Regions from separate parts of the Mus musculus genome. Here region 1 is linked to region 2. The links are chromatin contacts, called in public HiChIP or PLAC-seq maps. All regions are on one chromosome and are shown on one strand. The core of a region is the stretch at or near the end of the contact, and the rest is flanking DNA. Distances in the headings are between cores, read along the strand shown. Region 1 has its middle 12 kb from the start of Mir5124a. Region 2 has its middle 44 kb from the start of Riok1.

Region 1 (6,531 bases), core at 3,090-5,589, 2.8 Mb after region 2:
TCACGCCCTCTTCTGGAGTGTCTGAAGACAGCTACAGTGTACTTACATATAATAAATAAATAAATCTTTAAAAAAAAAAAAAAAGAATCGCTGTCCCTTTTCTCCTGACCCCACCTCCAAACTGGTTTGTAAACTGATACACGGACAGGACCATTATTAATAAAAAGAAGGCCACCACCACAGCCCGGCATGTTATGTCGTTTGAAATAAACTGCTAGTGCATGCCTTTAATACCTTTGTTGGTAAAAGGTACAGCTAGTGATGAAGCCGTTTTTTTTTTTTTTTTTTTTTTTTTACCTCTTGTTAGACTCCTCCTGACTCGGGTCTGTGTCTTACGTGTTCTCCAAAGTTACAGAATTCAAGGCCACAGATAAGCTGTCAGTCACATGAATGATCTGGGCTGGAGAGATGTTGCAATAGTTAATCGCCTTGACTACTCTTACAGAGGACCTAAGTTCAATGTCCAGTACCCATGTGCCAGCTCACAACTATCCCTAATTCTAGTTCCAGGGCACCATATGTCCTTTTCTGGGCTCAGAGGACACCAGACATGCAAACGGAACACAGACATACATGCACCCAGACAAAACACTCATACACATTAAGGGTGTGGGGTCTGTAATTTAACGTTTGTTTATTTTATCTTGTTTCTAAAACTTCAAAGAAAAAAATGTTTTAGCCCCACAGAATTTTATTAGTGGCTCAGACTTCCAACTACTCTAGAGAAGGTAGAGACGTTGATTAAAAACCCACAGTTGCCCATCATCTCTGGGGCAGGATGTTCCTGGAGGGGTTGAGAAGAGCTGCTTATCTTGCCTTAGAAGAACCTATTATCACGAGAAAATGGGACCCTCAAGATACACAACCTGCCTCCGAATCCCCAGCCCCGAATCCTGGCAGCAGCCCGGGATTATTTGTCCCCAGTGGGGACATAATTGAGTGGGCAAGTTGAAGGTCAATCCGGTCTGTCTTAGGTCTCAAACTTGGAACAAATGGCCGAGGGACCTATTTAACATATCAAAGTAGAACTGGTTACGAGGTTCTCCCAGCATCCCTCAGGCCCTACTTACAGGGTATGGCTGGGCATCCCCTGGCCCCTAGATAAACATCCCAGCCCAAGGCTGGGCTGCCCTTCCCCTAGTTACTCTTCCCAGCCATTTTGATTAGCCAGCCAGTTTTACTACCCTTTACTCTCCTGATCTCCAGGTTCTCCCTCTGCCCTCCTTCGGTCTGATTCAGGGTCCTGCTCACTCTGGACTCTACCGGATGTCTCTGCCTCTGACTATGCTCCTCCTCATGTCTACAGAAAAAAAAAAAAAATCTTCTCCATACGCTGTGAGTGGTCCTTTTGATTTATTTTTATTTATTTCTTTTTTTATTTCTTTCTTTCTTTCTCCTCTTTCTTTCTTTCTTTCTTTCTTTCCTTCTTTCCTTCTTTCTTTCCTTTTTTTTTTTCCTTCCTCTCAGTCTGAAGTTATACAGGCCATACAGGTCATCTTAACTGGGAACTAAATATAAGGGCATAACCTAAAGTGTGAAGATTGGGTTTCAACAGAAATCCAGAAGGCCGCCTCTGAAAGAGGCAGGCCCTGCGTGGCAAAGGGGAAGGTTGTCCTGGGATGCCTATCCTCAGCCCCGTGCCTTTGAGGAGGGTGAGGTACTTAGACCTTTGTAACTTCCGGAACTGGGAGTCCCCCGGGATGAAGGTCACACCTGGGCATAGGTTGGGGAATCAGAACCTCTGGTGGCCACTCCCTGTAGCCACTGTTTTCTAGCCTCGGGTGTGACCGGAGGCGCACCGTTCTTTCCTCGTGCAGCTCGAGTTCCAGCTTTTATTGTTCCACTCATAAACAATGCAGTGAACGCCTTTGCCTCAGAAGAGGATTCCCGCAGAATGCCTCTGTGGACCACTTCCAGGCAACTCGATCCCTCTGGGAACCTGTTCTATGGAGATGAACTGGCTGGAAAAATACGGGGAGAAGGATATTGAAAGGACTCGGCTTCCTCGCCATTACCACTAATTCCCCACCACCACCCCCATGGCATCTAAGACCCAGGGGGCTTGGGCCCATTTGGGCTAAACTTATATTCTATATTTTCAGAACCGAGCGCAGTGATTGGTGGAGTGGGAGGCAGGAGTGGGGAATGAATGAGTGAATGAATCACACTTGACCATGGCACCTAAGATTTCTGTTTCTGAAGATGTTTTTAATGACTAGAATGCTTCAGGGAGAGAGGAATGAAGATCTTTGAGAGGCTGGAGGCCAGTTGTGGGAGGGAGGACCCTAACACATCTTTTAGCTCTCCAAACTCTAAGAGCATCTCATGTTGCAAACGGACTGTGACAATCTCTTCCTTATTCTTTCAGACAAGGGCAAAGTTACAGATTTTAAGAGGTAACTGTCACTCTCTGGATTTTAAAATGCACATCAATCTCTCTCTTCCAGAATATCTCCTGTGAAGCTCGAACTTCACTCAACCAATAACAGGCTAAAATGAAAAATGAACCCTTGAACCAAGGGGCTAGTGATATGGCTGAGTGGGTAAAAGGGCCTGTAGCCAAACCTGAGGACCTGAGTTCAACTCACCAGGACCTGTATGGTGGAAGGAAAAGCAGTTGTTCTCTGACCACCACACACATGCGCACGTGCACACACACACCATGAGAGTGTGCATGCCCACGTACACGTGTGCACACACACACAATTTTTTTTTTAAAGAAAGGAAGCAACCCAGGACCCTGTAGAGTTACAAGTGTGTGAGGACTTTCCTTGTTATTTTAAAGATCAAGTAAGCAAATTAACATGTCCTTCCTTCCTTCCTTCCTTTCTTCCTTTTTTCCTTCCTTTCTTTCTTTCCTTCTTTCTTTCTTTCTTTCTTTCTTTCTTTCTTTCTCTTTTTTTTTCTTTTCATTTACTTCGGAGAAAAACTCTCATTATGTAGCTCATAGCAGCCTCAGACACTTACTTAATCCTCCAGTGTCTGTCTCCCAAGGGCTGAGATGACCCCTGTGCCTTTGTTGAAACTTAGTCGACCCTCTTTCCTCAATTGATAACACCTTAGCCAAACAGAGAACAAAGCACCAACTGGCTCATTGCAGACTGGTCTGTAAGACACAGGGAGACTGGCGTTCCTGGGCTTGGCTACCCTGCAGCAGGATGGACCTTGTTTCTTTGACCTCTAATCTACAGGGAGGTGATACTCCTTGGCACTCTTCTTAATGCAGGCTCAACCTAATATAGAACTCTACCCACAGAAGCTGTGGTTTTTGTTTCCTTAACTTCAAAATCAGATTGTGAAATTGATCAGGAATAGACCCCATACTAATACCAGTGTCTAAGATATACCCAACATGTAAAAATATATCCACCCTTACAAAATACGTGTGATGGCTAGTCTTGGTTCTCAACTTGAAATATCTAGAACAGAGAAACCTCAGTTAAAGAACTGGGTGTCTCAGACTGGCTGGTGGGCATGTCTGGGAGCAGTTTCTTGATTGGTAATGATGTAGGACGATCCAAAATACTGTGGGTAGTACTATTCCTAGGCAAGTGGGCCTGAGCTGTACAGGAAATATTGCTAAACAGGAGCCCAGGAGCAAGGCACTAATGATTATTCCCCCATATTCTGTACGTCATTTCCGGTCTCCAGGTTCCTACTGGAGTTCCTGTCTCTTTTTTACTTCATGATGGACTGTAAACTAAGATGAAATAAACGCTCTCCTCCCCAAGTTGCTTTTTGATCATGACTTTTATAAACAACAACAGAAAACAAACTACAACAGCATCCAACCTAAAACTATAAATACACTCGAACCTGTTGATTTTCTGCAACAAAGCGGGGCTGTCAAAACTCCTGTGGTCTGGGGCTCACCTCCTCGCTAAGCACTTAGCCCACAAAGCCTGCGATGGCCGGACACATCAACACAGAAGGGCTCCGGATCTTTCAGCCCCAGCTCCAACCTTGTTCCACCTCAGTTACCTATCTTGTCTGAACTTGACAAGACCCGCTTCATTTCTCCTTCCCTACTGCCCTGTTTCCCGCCATTTTAAATTAAACCCTAGAACCTGATCATTTTCTACCCATCATTCTTCCCGGTGACTTCTCTTCAAGGTCTAAAATTAGCTTGGACACCACGGAGCAGCCATGAGCAGGGTGTGATAGCTGCCTTGCCGCCAGTCTTCCAGTAGCCCCAGGATCGAAAGGGAAAAAAAATTCCTTAAGACTCATGGGTGACTAGCTACGAAAGGAAACCCACATCCAGAGGCTGTTTAGGGGAGTCCTCACCAGACCGAGATAGAGGGGTTGGGAGGAACCTGTCTTCTCAAATTACACCCCGCGGGAGCTAAGAACAGGAGAACACGTGACTCTTAGAGGCTCCGAGCTTGGGAAGAGCCTCCTCCCTTCACCCAATCCAGGGAACTTTTTAACCAGGCTCCCTGGCTATTTTAAACCCCTGGTGCTTCAGGCTGTTTCCTGTGACTGCAAACATTCGGGAGAGTGAGACAGGGCTCCGAATTCAACAATAGTAAAAAATTAAAACTGTAAGGGTTTTTTTTTTTTTTTGGGGGGGGGGGGGGTTGGTGGTGGTAGGTTTTTTTTTGTTTTTTTTTTTTTTAAGGCAGGGGGATGGAGAGCAGGAAATGAACGCAGGAAGATGCCTGTGAACTTCATATTTAAAAAATGAGTTTGATGCAGGCTTTTACCAGGCATTCCTAGATTCAAAAAGTTCCACCAGCTTATTTGGTTTCTAATTTGGGCCCAGAGGTGATGTCATGATAAAATGAGTTGTGGGAAATCCACATTTCATGGTGGTACAGGTGAGACTGAAGTAGTCCCTTTTCACAGGCACTGGCGTAAATTCAGTCCTCAGGAGCGTTAACTTGATGTAACAGAAACTGGTTAAAGTCCTTCAGGGAGAGTATGCCCTAAGGTAGCAGCGATATGTTCCATTGACCTCTGAAACAAATACATGCTCTGAGAATTATTGAATAACCAGCAGATCTATCCTGGTTCCTGATTTTTTTTTTTTTTTTTAATCTGGTCACCTCCTGGATTTGGAACGCTGGGCATCAACTTTGAGCTAATGGCCAACCTGGGTTGAGCTTTCTCTTTCCCCCTTGGGTCGCTCATCGCCCTCCTATTGGGCAAACATAGAATTCAGGATATAGAATGGTTACCTCTGGGGCAGTGAAGAGGCTCCAGAAAGAAAGAGCCTTCAGAGATGGCAAAGAGCACTTGCTATGCTCACAGAGGACTAGGGTTCAGTTGCTTCCACCCACAGGGTAGTTCACAGCGATTTGTAACTCCAGTTTCAGGGAATCCAACAGCCTCTTGTGACGATCTCCAGCCCCAGGAGTGCTCATGGTACACATACATAAATGCGGGTAAGATACTTCTGCACACTAAGTAGAAATAAATCATATATAATAATGCTCATTTTTTTATTATTTATGGGTGGTGTGTGTATTGTGTGTGTGTGTACACATGTATATTGTATGTACTTCTATGTGTATATGGAGGTCAAAGGACAATCTATGGGTAACTTCTCTCCTTCTCTCATGTGGGTCCCAGGAACGGAACTCAGGTGTTGTTGACACATGCCTTTCCTGTTGAGCCATCTTCTCCCCAGACCCATACTTATTCTTCTTAAAACGACTAGTGTTACCCAAAACAATACTGTAAATAACCACAGGCATTTCTAGAAGGATCCTTGTGGCATTTCAGGTGAGGCACAAGGTTCTACTGATTTTTTTTTTTTTTTTTTTTGGTTTTTCGAGACAGGGTTTCTCTGTGTAGCCCTGGCTGTCCTGGAACTCACTCTGTAGACCAGGCTGGCCTCGAACTCAGAAATCTGCCTGTGTCTGCCTCCCAAGTGCTAGGATTAAAGGCGTGCACCACCATGCCCGGCTCTACTGATGTTTTTGACAAAATATCAATCTTTGGATTTACCAATGAAGCTCGGGAGCCTGATGCTGGGGTGAACACCTGCCAGCTCAGAGAGGCGGAGACCAAACCCAGCTGACTTTCCTCCTCAACCAATGCCCCAGAAGCCATGCTCTATCTCACGCTGTCTCAAAAAAGTCAGGGTGTCCCTCTCTCCTACTTCCTGTTTGTCTCTCTATCCATCCTCCTGACTTTCCCTTACTCTCTACGGTTTTTTTCTCAGTAATCTTATGTTCACTTCCTCTCAATTGCTCTGCCTCTATGACTGACTTTATTTAATCCTGTTTACAGTATTCAAGAGAGAGCTCTTAGACTAAAGGTGTGTGCTAAGGTTGAGCCACGGCCCAACCCAAACTAGGTTGTTGGACTTTTTGTTTGTTTGTTTGTTTTTTCCAGTAAATAACTCTATCTCCAGATTCACCGGGTGACCAAGTATCCTACAACTCTCTAGCTGCAACCAAGCACCAGCTATCACCTCTATGCTTTGTAACCAAAGCCAGGGAGCTGCAAAGTCTAGAAACGGTGAGGGAATTACTGCTGCCCTTGATCCTGGAGTGTCTGTGAGGGGTTGAATGAGGCTAAGAT
Region 2 (5,873 bases), core at 99-2,598:
TAGGAGGTTAACCTGTGGCTTAGCTGAAGAAAGAGACCTCTTTTTAAAACACACAATATAATTTGAATTGTAAATGAAGAAAATATCTAATAAAAAATTATTTAAAAAAAAACACAATATAGGTGCGTAGCTCAGTGAAACTGTGTGCGCAGCAGGCAGGAGGCATTAAGCTCGACCACATTCCTGAAGAAAAAGAGAATAAAAAGTGTTTAGACAAGTTTTCCAAGCTACAGAGGAAGAGGCCCAAAGAGGAAGCAATTGATTTCCCCCTAGGGCACCAAATAAGCCATCAGTGAGGCAGAGAGAGAGAGAGAGAGAGAGAGAGAGAGAGAGAGAGAGAATGAATCCAGACATCAGGTTAGTGTCTGCAGGGAAGGGAATTCCCACGAGGAAACGAAGTCATTCTGTCTGAGGAGGGTGTGTGCTAGGGCCAAGGTCCCGTGAAGAAATCTGAAGGTGAGTCTTCAGGTAAGTGATTTTGGACTGACCCGGACTAAGGATTAGTCTCCTTGGAGATACTGATGTAGCCCTTGGGATTTCCGACTGTCTGCTTTGAAAAAGTCCCCAAGTGTGTCGACTGGGGTTAGAAACCATTGTTCCAGGCAGTGCAGGTCTGGGATCGAAGGAGTGAGACAGTGCAATCCGACTACCACAGAGTCAGCCGTGTAGCCAGATTGGGAAGACAGAATGGGACCAGGAGGTTGTGTTTAGAGGCTCGCAACCAGGGAGCCTGTGGGCAGGAAACCTATGGTTTCTTTCACTGTCCCCTCCACCCCTCAGAGTGGCCATAAAACAGGAAGTGAAATCACTAGGAGGAGGCTTTGATCTTTAGCTTAAATGCAGGGTAAACAGAGGCTCAATCTATCTGACATCAGATCAGCAGAAATTTGGGTTTAGAGAAAGTATGTGTGGCACTTTGTGCATCATAAACAGGCAAGTGTGTGAATAGGTCCGAGGAGTTGAAAATTTAGGCCTCCCGGGTCAAGAAGGTACTTCAAAAAAAGTGACTGGCCCAGCGAGAAGGTGAGGGTGGAGATGGGGAGAGGACCGGATTGCCTACCTTAAAGCAAGAAGAACAACAAGCATGGCGGTAGATGAAGGGGATGGAGTCAGAACAGGTGCAAGAGCTACCTGTCTGGTACGCCTGAAGCTCTGGGTTCGGTTCCCAGCAACACAAAAATAAGACAAAGCAAACAAGGAGGAGTGTTTGGTTTATTGGGGGCAGAGGTGGGGGGTGGAACAAGGGACTGAGGCGCATATTTTACATACCAAAGCAAACCTGGCCTCCAGGTTCTCCCAGCATCCCTCAGTCCCTACCTGGCATACTCTGCCCCTAACCTGGATCTTTCCAGTCCAGGGGCTGCCATTCTGCGTGCCTGCCCTTTCTCCTCTCCTGCATCCCTCACCTTGACAATTCCCCTGGCCTCAATCCTTGGGGCCTCTCAATAAACCTGCCTTTCATATAATCTAATCTGGTTTGAGTTGGCTCATTTCATCGGCGGCGGTGGATGAAATAACCTATCAAGGAGGGAGGAAGAAAGACAGACAGATGGACAGACAGGAAGAAAACAAGGAATGAAAAGAAGAATACCAACACACACCCTTTCCCGAGCACATATCTGTAATTCCAGTTCTTAGAGTTGGAGGCAGGAGGATGGAGATTTTGAGGCCAGCCTGGGCTACTTATGTACAACAACAAAACAGCCAGGGGGAGGGGAGGGGACGCAAAAAGGAAATGCCTATGTCCCTCAGACAGTAAAGACACCTTAAACAAGCAGAGGGTGTGGTCAAGCAGGCATAGCAGCCTTCTCTGAGGGCTGGCTCCCATCCTGCCCTGCGTCTTGGGAGCTGACAGCTCCAGGTCCTGGAAAAAAAAAATGAAGAGAGTCAAACTGGATCACCTTTAATTATTTGTAATCTCCTCGAGGATTTCATTGGTGCTCATCAGCATTCCCCCACCCCCAAGAGACAAAGGCATGAGGGTGCCCCAGGCTTGGGTGTGGCTCCAGCAGACGTAATTGCTGAGAGAGGAGCTTTAGTGTCCCTGAGAGCCAGTTGGAGGAGCCCGGCCGCCTTACCCTTCAGGCGGACGCCATCTCAGTTCTGCGTTACTTACACATTTCTTTTGATTTTTTGCAGTACACGCCCAGTACTCAAAGATCTTTCTAGATGCTGCAAAAGAGGACGAGAATGAAGAGAAAAAAAAATAAAGGGATTTCCCGTCATTCTGTGCTCTCTGCTGCTTGTATTTTTTGTTTTCATTGGAAGGAGACATTGCATATATATTAAAGCTGGTCAGAGACCCCTATTACGGGGTAAGGTATATTCCATATGCGTATGCACCCTCCCTCTCCGAGCCAACAAGATTCAACCGTTTTCATGTGAAGAGCTTCGTCTCCTTCTGGATGCGATGAATTAAGCCACCCAGCATTCCTGGGAAGTGGGAAACTTGGAGGGCTCTTTTATGAACAGGTCACGAGGCTCCGTGACTACCTTCATTCACAATTATTCACTCAGCAGATATTTTTATTGACTGCCTACTCTGTCCAAACCAGTGCTTATGAAACTCTGCCCTGCCCACAGGAACAGTGGATCCCGCTCCGGGGCAAGCTGAAACATGCATGCTCCACTGAGAACATGCTTGCAAGGCCTGGCCCCCTTGCTTGCCAAGTGAAACGCAGAAAAACTCATATTCCCCGGCGCCTGCTCGCCTGGGTCCGCGTGACCTGCGAAGGCTCTGAGCTGCAGAGCAATAATGGCATAGGCAAGCTCGCAGTCTGTCTCCCGAGGAAGCTGGAGCTCTCAGCAATACCGCTGGAACTAGGCTCCAGTGGCCACCTTCCAACACGGGGCCCACCTTGCCCCCTGCGGGCCACTGTGCTTCCTGCTCTGTGAGCCACCATCATGAGCTGTGTCACCGTGAAGTTCCAGCTCTTGGCACTTGAAGGGGACTTTGTAAGTGTCTGTTGGGTAAGGAACTGAGGAGCACTCTGGACAAAGAGTAGGGAGTACGGACCCAGCATGCACTTGGGGTGTTCAGAGGAGCGTGGATAACCTGTCAGACTGGAATCTGGCCTATGGGAGGACCCTAGGATGTGTGGGAGGACCCTGGGAAGACAAACAGGACTCAATTGTGGCACATCCTACGTCCTTAAAAGTAACCCTTGTTCTTGTGGCACCAGGTGACACGGAATGCAGATGGGGACTGCAGAGGCAGGAAGGCATTAGTATGGATGTGGGTCAGGGTACGGGGTAGATTAGATAAAGCAAGATGAGGAGAGGGGACGCCTCAGTGAGAGCCAGTATCACCTTAACCAAGTGGGAATGGAAAACATGCATCTGGAAAAGATAGCGTCTTTGTTCTACTAAAGACATTCTGATAAGATAGTAGGAGGATGCATATAATTTAAAATTCAGGAAGGTGGCTGTTGTGGTTCATACCATAATCTCAGTACTGGAGAGGCTGAGGCAGGAGGATCCAGGCATGTGTGAAACCAGCCTGGGCTACAGTGGGAGATGTTATCTCAAAACAAAAACAAACAACGAAACAAACAAAAACCCCTCAAAACTCTTAACCAAAAGTCAATCAAGAAACCCCTAAATGTGACGGACACAGTGGTGAATACCTTTAGTCCTAGTGCTCTAGAGGCAAAGACAGGTAGATTTCTGAGTTTGAGGCTAGCCTTATCTATATAGTGAGCTCCAAGCTAGCCAGGGCTACATCATAAGATCCTCTAAAAAAGAAAAAAGAAAAAAGAAAAAAGAAAAAAAAAAAGAAATCTAAAGTTTCATTTGGGCTGTGGCTGAATAGCCTCAGTTTCTGAGCAAGAATTGGCCTGCACCTCTGACCTTCCACCTTCAGGATACCACTCTCTTGATAAATAAGCCTGCTCTGCAGTGTGGGTGGGAGTTTCTCTGGACATGGAGGAGACAGGAGAAGAGTCGTAGCTCTCACTGGGGTGCTGAGGATTTACTCTATAAGTTCTCCAGGACGATACCTGAGTGGTGTGTATGTGTGCATTCAGCTCTGCACGTGTGTGCTCATGTATGCTTTTGTGCACTTTGTATGCCCACGTGTAAGTGCATGTGTTTGTATTCATGGGCATGTGTGTATATGTTCATTTGTACGTGTATTTATATCTGTGTATATATATATATATATATATATATATATATATATATATATATATATACATATGTGTGTGTGTATATATATGTGTGTGTATATATATATACATATATATATATATATATACATATGTGTGTGTGTCCATAATGCATGTGTGTTTATGAATGCATGTCTGTGCATGTGTGTGCCAATGGATTCTCCAGACCTCTTGCTTCTCCAAATCTTAACTGGAGCTAAACACTGACCAGCTCCCCGCCGATCCTAATCTCTATTAAAACAGTCTCTTTGAGCTCAGTGAGCCTGGATTTGAAAACTATCCCAGCTTTACAATCTGCCCCAGACCAGGCAGCAGCAGGGGCACAGACCAGTTACAACAAACCTCTTGCCTTGCAGGCAAAGAGAGAATGGCAGAAATGACTACTCAAGTAAAGCCTGGGTGTGCCAGCTTTTTAATCTTTTCCATAATGAATTAACTCAGGAGTGATGATTACATATCTCGGCGAATGGGAAAAATGAAAAAAAAAATTGAAGTAAGCAAGCAAGTCCAGGAGGGAGGGCAGGAGAAGCCTGTGGTGTTTCAGGGAAACCCTTGAGTGTACCCACAGACAGCATGGCAAGGGAGCTGGGTTAGCTCTGCAATAGTGTGTGCTGAGCCTTTGTGAGGCCCTGGGTTCCATCCTGGCCTCCACAGCTAGTGAGTCAGTAAACAAAGGGGAGAAGAAGTAACAGGATGGGGAAGGAGGCACCAGGGAAGACGTGTTGGAAGCGCACTGAAAGGAAATAATTAATTTAAATGATGTTTTGACTTTGTACGGTTAGACAGGAATGGATTCGGTGTCTTTAAATATGGACAGATGTCTGTGACAGACACCCAATGGTATGCAACCCTTGCTCTGAGTATCAAGGCATCTTGAAATGCCCGTGAGTTAAAGGCCCTGCCCCCTCTGCTGTCACCCCCTCCTTTCCCTCTCTGACTCTTGCTGTTGTTTGAGACAGGCTATTACTATGAATTCAGGCTAGCTTGGGCACAGTAGCCTGAAGTAGATAATAGCTTCCTTCCTGCCTGCCTGCCTGTCCGGTGCAGGGATTACCGCCTGTGTCATACACTCAGCTTGGGAATTCTGTTTCTGAAACAAGATTTCCAATAGTCAAAATGCAAAAACAACCCCAAAGATCCATTCTCGTCTGTGGATAAATAACATTTATGGCACAGTTCCATTTTTAGGAAATGTCCACCATGGGCAAATCCATTGACTCAGAAGGCAGATTAGAATGGCTGCCAGGTATGGGAGGGACAGGGAGATGGGGTGTTTCCCCTTGCGGTGATGGACTGCAGTGAGAGGCTGTTGTTGGAACAATGATAGAGAAATGGTAATACCTACTGAATTGTAACTTTAGAGTAAATTTTATGTGTAATTGTGCATTCACACATTAAAAAAAAAGATTTTATTTATTTTATGTATATGAGTACACTGTCACTGTCTTCAGACAAACCAGAAGAGGGCATCAGATCACATTACAGATGGTTGTAAGCCACCGTGTGGTTGCTGGGATTTGAACTCAGAACCTCTGGAAGAGCAATCAGCACTCTTAACCATTGAGCCATCTCTCCAGCCCTGCATTCACACACTTTTAAAAATGCATTTCTGTGACTGCAGTACTCAGTTAGAGCTTGCTTGCTTTGTTTTTATTTATCTTTCCTTCCTGCAAATACGATTACAATCACATGTGTCAAATCAAAACC

The links. HiChIP or PLAC-seq counts read pairs in DNA pulled down with a chosen protein or histone mark.
Region 1: an H3K27ac HiChIP or PLAC-seq map of embryonic stem cells shows a contact between it and region 2, with 6 times the contacts expected there. The contact joins two enhancer-like sites. A contact is called at or near these places in 2 of 39 promoter capture datasets (hippocampal neurons and liver) and 1 of 115 datasets of contacts at active chromatin or transcription factors (embryonic stem cells).

The regions. Positions count from the first base shown.
Region 1 is chr13:40,850,437-40,856,967 of GRCm38.p6, forward strand. No RefSeq gene overlaps it. Among named protein-coding and RNA genes, the nearest start is that of Mir5124a, 12 kb to the right of the region's middle. Within about 2 kb of position 4,340, at least 154 of the 459 cell types and tissues checked have an H3K27ac peak or open chromatin away from gene starts, as enhancers often do. A contact at or near this core is called in embryonic stem cells, where this site is marked.
Region 2 is chr13:38,078,298-38,084,170 of GRCm38.p6, forward strand. No RefSeq gene overlaps it. Among named protein-coding and RNA genes, the nearest start is that of Riok1, 44 kb to the left of the region's middle. Within about 2 kb of position 1,349, at least 39 of the 459 cell types and tissues checked have an H3K27ac peak or open chromatin away from gene starts, as enhancers often do. A contact at or near this core is called in embryonic stem cells, where this site is marked.